Regions from separate parts of the Sus scrofa genome. Here regions 1 and 3 are each linked to region 2. Evidence: chromatin contacts called from public targeted proximity ligation data. All regions are on one chromosome and are shown on one strand. The core of a region is the stretch at or near the end of the contact, and the rest is flanking DNA. Distances in the headings are between cores, read along the strand shown.

Region 1 (2,897 bases), core at 1-2,500, 38 kb before region 2:
CCAGCTTAAGAATGGGACGATCGGGGCATAGTTAGGAAAATAACCACAACAGGTGAAGCACACCAAATGCTGCCATGGCTAGTGGCCTGATTAAGGATCGCTGGGGGAGTCTTGGGACACCAGGAGCAGTGGCTGAGGGCCAGGACCCCCATCACTGCCCAGAAATGAGTCACTCAGATGGAGGCTCCGTCATCCTTAATCTTCATGGCATCCAGCAGGAAGAATCCTCACCTTTCCTAAAGGACATTTCCATTAGCCCCTTTCTAAGAGAACCCTTGTCAGGTCCTCCATGAGCTCTGAGGGTCCACTGAGCTCCTAGAAGGGGAGAAGACGGCTTAAGCATATTGTTGTATCAGGGCTAAGGACAGAGGGGAACAGAACATCCTAAGTCCTACACGCCCTGCCCAAGCCCTGGATCTTCCTGTGGTCTCCATCCCCACCACCCCCTTCCTTGTCCACCTGGACCACTGGACAGCCTCTGGGGTGTCTGCTCCATCCAGCTTCCCTCCACCCTGCAGGCAGACCTGCCTCCTGAACCTGCCCTTACCCAGCTCAAAGCCTTTCAATGTTTGCTCCGCGCTCACCCCATTGCAGCAGCACCTGCTTTAGGAAAGATGTAGTCTTAAATTACAAATGCATCCAAACAATGAACGTGTCCTCCTTTCAGTCCCCAAAACACCAGGCACAGTGCCACCTCTGCCACCCCATCGTCCTTCTCCTTCTAAGACACGCCTACTCCTCTCCCCACCCCCAGCACCTGCTCAAACCTCATTGCGGTGGGGGGCGGGGGGAAGGCTGAGTGTCCTGTGCTGCCAGTCGGAGGCAGCAATGTGGCCAGGGACCAGGAGGTTGTCCGCCAGGCGTAGGGAGGGAGAGGCCAGGCTCAGACCCATTCTGGGCTCTGCAGCTGCTGTCATTCGCAGCTGTGCCTGCCGCCTGGCTAAGGAATGTCCCCAGAACCCTCCCTTCTCCCACTACCCCACAAATGGAGCGCTCCTATGAGCGCTCCCCACCTCTCCCAAAACCTGCCCTGCCCTTTTGTACCCCATCTATCCCCCAAACCTTGCTCCAAGGAGTAGGGGGTCTGAAAGCTCCTACAGCTCCAGAAGGCCAAGACAAACAGTCCCGCTGCAGAAAACAGCACTCTGTGTGCAGAAATTGACAGACGCCGTTATCACATTTCAGAGCAGTTTGATGCTTGCCGAAGTGTGAGCTCCTGTCACTGGAGGAGGGACGCGTTTGTGCCAAGCGTTTGATGAGTTTCCAAGGAAGCCACCAAATGCACAAAGCTGCCTGGTAGCAGCCTACTTCTGAATCAGGCATCGCGTGAGGCTTCCTTGCACTTCTGGGAGACCCTAAAGCAGTGCTTGGAGCCCCGGCCCTGCTCTGTGTCCCGGTGGGAGACCAGCACCAGAGCACATGGGGAAGCAGCCGGCTCGGTCTGTCCCTTTTGCCAGGACATGAGTGCAGCTGGACTGACACTTCTGCTACATTTCCTTGGAATCGCTTTTAGCTCTTCACGCTAATGAAGTAGAAAGAGAATGGGAAGTGAGGGAGAGAGAAGGGTTCTGTGCAGTCTGTCCCCCGAACACCACCCCCCCCACGCCGCCACCCGCCCCCCCACACCCAAATCTAGCACAGACTCACTCATCCTGGAGCTGCAGCCGCTCCCCGTGCCGGTAGCACGTGGCATGTTGCCACGGGCATCAGCTGGACAGTAAAGGGCCACCACAGTGAGTCACCAGGCAACAACTAGCCCCTCAACCACAGATAACTAGCGATCAGGAATTACCCGTTGTTCTTGCTCCGGCAGATCCCAAATGGCTCCTTGGGACTCTCAGGACTCTTCCCTAGAAACCGAAACTGCATATTGAGGGCATTAGAGTCTCAGAGCCTGTCTGTTAATATAGCTCAGTGTTAAAGGGCACCAACTCCAGAGTCAAATTCTACCTGTTACATTTATGTGCTGTGTGACCTCAGGCAAACGACTTAACGTCTCTGTGCTAAGTGTCCTCATCTGTAAAATGAAGCGACTAATAATACTTACTTCTTACAGTTGTCTCAGAACAATTAATATGTTATTGTACTTAAAGTACCGACCTCAAGCGTGTTTACTAGCTTTGTGGGGTAGTCAGTGTAACAGAAAGCAAGAGCACGGGCCCTGAGATTACTGGAGTTTGGATCCTGGCTCTGCCCCTTCCCAGCTGTGTGACTTCGGGCCAGATATTAAATGCCTTGTGTGTCAGGTTTCTCATCTGTAAAAGGGAGATAATACCAGCTAACACAGTAAGGGATTCGATGGATTGTGTTTGCAAAATGCTTAGAACAATGCCCAACGCTATCTTCCCTATTAGTTAATATTGGTTATTATTATCATCACTATCATTTCTCAGCTCTGATTATGGTCATGGCTACATATTGAAACAACCACGGGTCCGCAGTTCCCCAGCATCCAGAACTTAGGACTCAGAAGTTGATGATCGCCTTCGGCCTTGGGCTCAGGGACAAGGCAACACCCTGCTTGGCTGGAGGAGCTGAAGCTGCCATTAGAGCAGCAGAGTCCCCCTGGAGGGGGTGTCATTGCCTAGACCATTCTGGTCTACACTAGCAAGGGCACAAACTCTGGAGCTTAACAGATGTAGCATATGGAGGTTCCCAGGTGAGGGTCCCACTAGGAGCTACAGCTGCCGGCCTGCACCACAGCCACAGCAACGCCAGATCCGAGCCACGTCTTTGATCTACACCACATCTCATGGCCAATGCCAGATCCTTAACCCACTGAGCGAAGCCAGGGATCGAACCTGCAACCTCATGGTATCTAGTCAGATTTGTTTCCACTGCACCACAGCGGGAACTCTGGTACTTAACTTTCTAATCCTCAGCTTCCTCCTCTCTAA
Region 2 (2,775 bases), core at 239-2,738:
AAGTTTTCGCCTTTAAATAAATCAAATAACATCAGTTTCTTGGACTGAACAAATTTCACTTGTAGGACAGGCACAAAGTTCGCTTATGGCAAAAAAACAACCTGCAGCACACTTTCCCTCCTCCTGCCTGTGGCTGATGAGGGGTTCTCCCTGGCTGGCCCGCAGGAGACATGAGTCTGGAAGCTGTGTCCTCTCAGCCCCAAGTCAGTTAGTTGCAAATGTCTTTCCCAGGAGTTGGAAAGATGGCCAAGTCTTGTTCGTGCCTGGATGGACGCCTGACCCAGGCTGGGCCGGAGCTGTTCTCAAGTCCTGTCACTCCACCCACCGCCACCATTAAATAACACCATCCTACCTCCGAAAATAAAATTATATCTATATTTATATAACACCCCATCCACCCCAGCCCTCCCCTCCCGCAGTTCCCGTGGTCTATGTTACAGACAGGGGCATAGCAGGCGCTCGCTGGTTATGGGAGAACATCTGATGATGGGGCGCGGCCGCACCCCGGGGCCAAGCTCGCCTCGGGGTAGCAGAGGCGGGCGTGGGGCAAAAACGGGGCGGGGGGAGTTGAACATACACACAGCCACACCCTCCGAAGAGGCTTGGCTCTTCAGAACAGGGTCTTCGGGGATCCCTTGGCACTCAGCGGGGCGCCCAGGCCTGTGCAACACAGCGGGACGCACACAGACACTTGGAAAGGGGGCGCCCGGTGCCTACCGCGCCGATTCCCGGCGCCAGAGCCACAGCCGCCAGGCCACGGCTGCGGGTCCGGAGGGCAGACGCCAGGCCGTCCGGTGGGGTCCGTGGGGGGGGCGCGGGTCTCCCTTCTCCGGCCTCGTGGGGGACCGGCCGGGGTGGGGGAGCCGTGCCCGCAGGGGCAGGCAGGCGGGCGCGGCCCTCATAGCACCTTGCAGCAGTTGATGCAGCCGTTCTGGGAGCCGTAGCGTTTCTGCAGCGCGGCTCGCGTGGCCGTCTCGAAGACCTCGCGCACGCCCTCCTTGGTCTTGGCAGAGCACTCGAGGTAGTCGTAGGCTTGGATGCGCACGGCCATGGCGCGGCCGTCATCCGTGCGCACGGGTTCCTGCTTCATGCGGGCCAGCTCAGTGCGGACGTGCTCGTCGCTGCGCAGGTCTTTCTTGTTGGCCACCAGGATGATGGGCACGTTGGGGCAGAAGTGCTTCACCTCGGGCACCCACTTCTCGGGGATGTTCTCCAGGGAATCCGGGCTGTCCACCGAGAAGCACATAAGGATCACGTCGGTGTCCGGGTAGGAGAGCGGCCGCAGGCGATCGTAGTCCTCCTGGCCCGCTGTGTCCCACAGCGCCAGCTCCACCTGCTTGCCGTCCACTTCGATGTCGGCCACATAGTTCTCAAAGACTGTGGGCACGTACACCTCAGGGAACTCGTCCTTACTGAACACGATCAGCAGGCACGTCTTGCCGCACGCGCCGTCGCCCACCACCACCAGCTTCTTGCGGATGGCCGCCATGAGCGGGCCGGGCCCGGGCAGCAAGAGGGGGCCCGCGAACGCCTCGCTGCCGTCCCGCTGGCCGCTCACTGCTCACCTCGGGCTGCGCGCTAGGGGCAAGGGTCGCTAGCTGCACCCAGGCCCCGGGGTGGCGCGTTCTCTCGCTGTGCTCAGGAAGCCGCGGCGTGGGCGGTAGGGGCGCGGGAGCATAGGGCGCACCGTACGTCTCCGCGCTGCTCCGGAGCGGTGGCGGCCCTCCTCGCCCCGGATCCGGGGTTGGCGCCTTTGTGCGCAAACGGTGACTAGAGTAGCAGACCCGGCCTAGCTTCCTCCCGGGTCGCTCTAGGCCTCAGCAAAGGTACAGGAAAACGAACGAAAGCAGGCAGACTGCGGTGGCAGATGCAGGCTGCGGCCCTAGCGCCCGCTATTTAAAGAGTTCGGCGACTTTCTTAATATAGCCGCCCAATGGCAAGCGAGCCGACTGAGCTCATCGCTGCGGAGCTTGGCTCTGATTGGCCGTCCGCTGCAGCCCAGGGGCGGGGCCGGGCGAGCTTGATTGACGGCCCAGGCCGCGGGGCTGGGAGAGGCGGCGACCGGGGAGCGTGCGCCGCGGCTGGCGCTGCGGGGCTCCGGCGACACCAGGGTTCCCTCCTTCGCCGCAGCTTCTGCGCGTGGGGCGGGAGGCCAAGAGCTAGCTACCAGGAGCCCGCAGGGCCTGGACGAGAGGTTCAGAAAGAAGCCGCACTTTGTGGGGCGTTAACGACTCCCTCCCACTCAAAATTGCCGCGCTGGCTTCGCAAACTCCCAGCGGGTGGTCGGACCTGTGGGGGACCGAGCGGTTCCTTTAACTTGGTTTTGTTTTTAAGTGAACGCGCGCGCACACACACATTCGTTTGTTCCCAAGCAAGGTCTTTTCCCTTTTCTTTCAGAAGCGGGCCCACCCCTGGTCGAGTCTGCCATCCCTGTCCTTCCACCAGGGTACCCGCCTAGAGCAGCCCGGGGTTTGGATCTTAGAGATGGTGGCTGTAAATTAGGTGACCCTGGGCCGAGCTTCTGGCTCCTCCAAGTCCTATCGCCTACCCCCTTCTCGGCACCCAGCCTAGGTCTTTAGGTAAAGATTCGGAGAAGGAGGGACGGTGAAAAGGGAAGGTCGAGGTTGGTTGCAGAACTTGAGGTCCGCTGGGAAGAAGTTACCAAGCAGAAAAAGGCAGCCTCAGCCCTGGATTTCAAGATTAATTCGGATCCTGGTCATAAGGCAGAGAACTGCCTGAGGTAAACAGTACAATAAAATCCAAATCCCCACCCCC
Region 3 (2,758 bases), core at 193-2,692, 60 kb after region 2:
AAGGAAGGGGCTGGGAGAAAGCCCCCATTTACATCCTTTTGGTCAGAAGTATGAGTGACAACCTGAGAGGTGCCACTGGCATCTGAAAAGGGGGAAGGGGGAGACAGACTTGTGGAATGGAGCCCTTAACTTGTGGGGTCTGTGCCAACTCTGGGCAGCCAATATCCGAATCAAGTTAAATTGGGAGTTCCTGTCATGGCTCAGTGGTAACGAATCTGACTAGCATCCAGGAGGACACAGGTTCAATCCCTGGCCTTGCTCAGTGGGTTAAGGATCCGGTGCTGCCATGAGCTCTGGTATAGGTCACAGATGTGGCTCGGATCCCAAGCTGCTGTGGCTGTGGTGTAGGCTGGCAGCGACAGCTCCAATTTGACCCCTACCCTAGGAATGTCCATATGCCACAGGTGCGGCCCTAAAAAGTGAAAAGAAAAAAAAAAAGAAGAATCAAGAACACCCAGCTGGTGTCCACCGAAAACTGGAGAATTGCTTGGTGTTGAAAATCCCTCACATTTGGTGTCAGAAGTAGTGTGGGTAGTAGCAAAGGAAACAGGAGTTTTCTTTTAGCATAAATAATGGAAATAAATAGAAACTTCATTTTCAGCCAAACTAGGAGACAAACAATCCACAACACAAAAAGAAAAAATTATAAATGCTGCCAAAAGCTGCTGGATTTACTTCATTATCTTTATGAAGGTGACATGTTGCAAAGGCCCCTACAGTAGAAGAGGGATGTGAAATGCAAAACAACCCAAAGGGAACAGAGCCCAGAAATCCCAGCCTGAAGACTTCCTTTAGGTAAGAGGCTCCACTTAAGGTGATAAATCATTATATCCCTTTGATAGTTAAGGACAGATAGAGACCTCTTTGGGGAAGTGAAACAACCTAGTCACCACCAACACAAGAAAAACATTAGCAAAACTGTGTCCCCTGAAGCAAATCCCAACAACTAGGTCAACTAGGGAAGTTCAAAGGCAACCAGCATTCATTCAAAGAAACAATAATAAGGCAGGGAGTTGCTGCAAGACTTACCAGCTATGAAGAATCACCGATCAAGTTGCCAAGAGATAGGTGAAAATTCTAACCAAATATTTGACCATTACTTTCAAAGACTTAAGGAAGAAATAGTGTCAATAAGGAAGAATAAATAAAAGAAATATGTCAACCTAGAAAAGAAATGGTGAGAAGACAAGGGAAAACTTGATTTTGCACATTTTCGAAACTCAGAAAAGAGGTACAAGAAAAAAAAGAAACATCGCAGAACTCAAAACCAGATCAGAAGGGTAGAGGGGATATAAAGACCCAGTAAAAGTGCTGGAGGATAGAAATGAAACATGTGCAGAAAATGAAACAGACAAGTTCTCTGGTGGTTACAGATTCAGTGTTGTCACTGCTGTCGCTCAGGTTCCAGCCCTTAGCCCAGGAACTTCCTCATGCTGCGGCACAAGCAAAAAAAGTTTTTTAAACACACACACATGCACAAACAGAAATAAATAAAATGAAACAAAAATAGTTTCAAAATAAATAATAAAGACATTGAAACCTGGGAAAGACAGACAGACACTGGAGATGCAACAAGCATAGAAGCGGAGTCCAAAAGAGGGAAAACGAAACCATGGAACTAGACAAATCCTGCAGGAACAGGTTCCTGAATTAAAAGGCAGAAGTTCCCATCATGGCTCAGCTGGTTAAGAACCGACTAGTATCCATGAGCATGTGGCTTTGATCCTTGGCCTCACTCAGTGGGTAAAGGATCCAGCATTGCTGTGAGCTGTGGTGTGAGTCGCAGATGCAGCTCGGATCTGGCATTGCTGTGGCTGTGGGGTAAGACGGCAGCTGTAGCTCCGATGCAACCCCCTAGCCTGGGAACTTCCATATACTGTAGGTGCAACCCTAAAAAAAAAAAAAATGACAAAATTAAAAATAAAATAAAATAAGTAAAAGGCTACTTGACACCCTGTGCACCAGAGGAAGTGGACCCAAAATGGTCAGTAACTGCTGAGACATATTAGATGTTAGAAAAATAAGAAACAATCTCTCTTCCTCTTTCTCTTCCTCTTTATTCCCCTTTCACCTCTAAACAATTCAGACCAAAAGTCATTTGATGGCAGCAAGTAAAACAAGCTGGAGGGAGGGAAGGAAAGGGAAAGGGCTGAGGCAGTAGCAGTGTTGGAGCCTGAACAGAGTAAGGAGGACATCTGGGTAGAAGAATGAAAGAGACTGATTATACCCCCCCCCCAAATCCATAGGCTGAAATCCCAACCCCCGGTGTGATGGTATGAGGAGGTGGGGCCTTCGGGAGGCGAGTAGGTCCTGAGGATGAAGTCTTCATGAATGGGATTAGTGCCCCAGTACTTAAAAAGGGACCCCCGAGAGCCCCCTCTCTCTCTTTCCACAAGTAAGGACACAGGGAGGTGTCAGCCGTCTGCAACCTGGAGGAGGGTCCTCATGAGAACCAAACCACGCCAGTATCAAGATCTCGGACCCCAGTTTTCGGAACAGTGAGTCTACACCACCCAGACTATGGTGCCTTAGTTATAGGAGCCTGACCTAAGACAAAGAGTCATCTGTCCTTGGGAGGTTGGAGCCTCCGGGAGGGTGCCATGTGGGTAACAGCTGGCCTGTGAAGGTGAGTGTCCGTGTTGGAGCCTGAGTGGGTGAGGAGAGTTCAAGCAGTGTGAGAATGGCCTCAGCTCAGAGTCTGAGGCAGCCCGGCGTGACGTGTTGTCCCGGGACCAGGGCCCGGGGCCATGAGGAGCAG

Evidence for each region.
Region 1: a targeted proximity ligation map of skeletal muscle shows a contact between it and region 2. A contact is called at or near these places in 10 of 47 Hi-C or Micro-C datasets (adipose tissue, embryonic fibroblasts, fetal heart ventricle and 6 more) and 2 of 2 datasets of targeted methods (alveolar macrophages and skeletal muscle).
Region 3: a contact with region 2 is called in a targeted proximity ligation map of alveolar macrophages. A contact is called at or near these places in 5 of 47 Hi-C or Micro-C datasets (alveolar macrophages, embryonic fibroblasts, heart right ventricle and 1 more) and 2 of 2 datasets of targeted methods (alveolar macrophages and skeletal muscle).

What each region holds. Positions count from the first base shown.
Region 1 is chr3:117,736,556-117,739,452 of Sscrofa11.1, forward strand. No RefSeq gene overlaps it. Among named protein-coding and RNA genes, the nearest start is that of RHOB, 37 kb to the right of the region's middle.
Region 2 is chr3:117,773,972-117,776,746 of Sscrofa11.1, forward strand. RHOB (ras homolog family member B) reads right to left here and starts at 1,489. Exons shown (of 1, transcript NM_001123189.1): 1 at 899-1,489. The coding sequence starts at 1,489. The coding sequence ends at 899.
Region 3 is chr3:117,834,101-117,836,858 of Sscrofa11.1, forward strand. It overlaps LOC100523732 (b(0,+)-type amino acid transporter 1-like), which reads right to left and starts at 1,443. Exons shown (of 8, transcript XM_013996317.2): 1 at 1,030-1,443.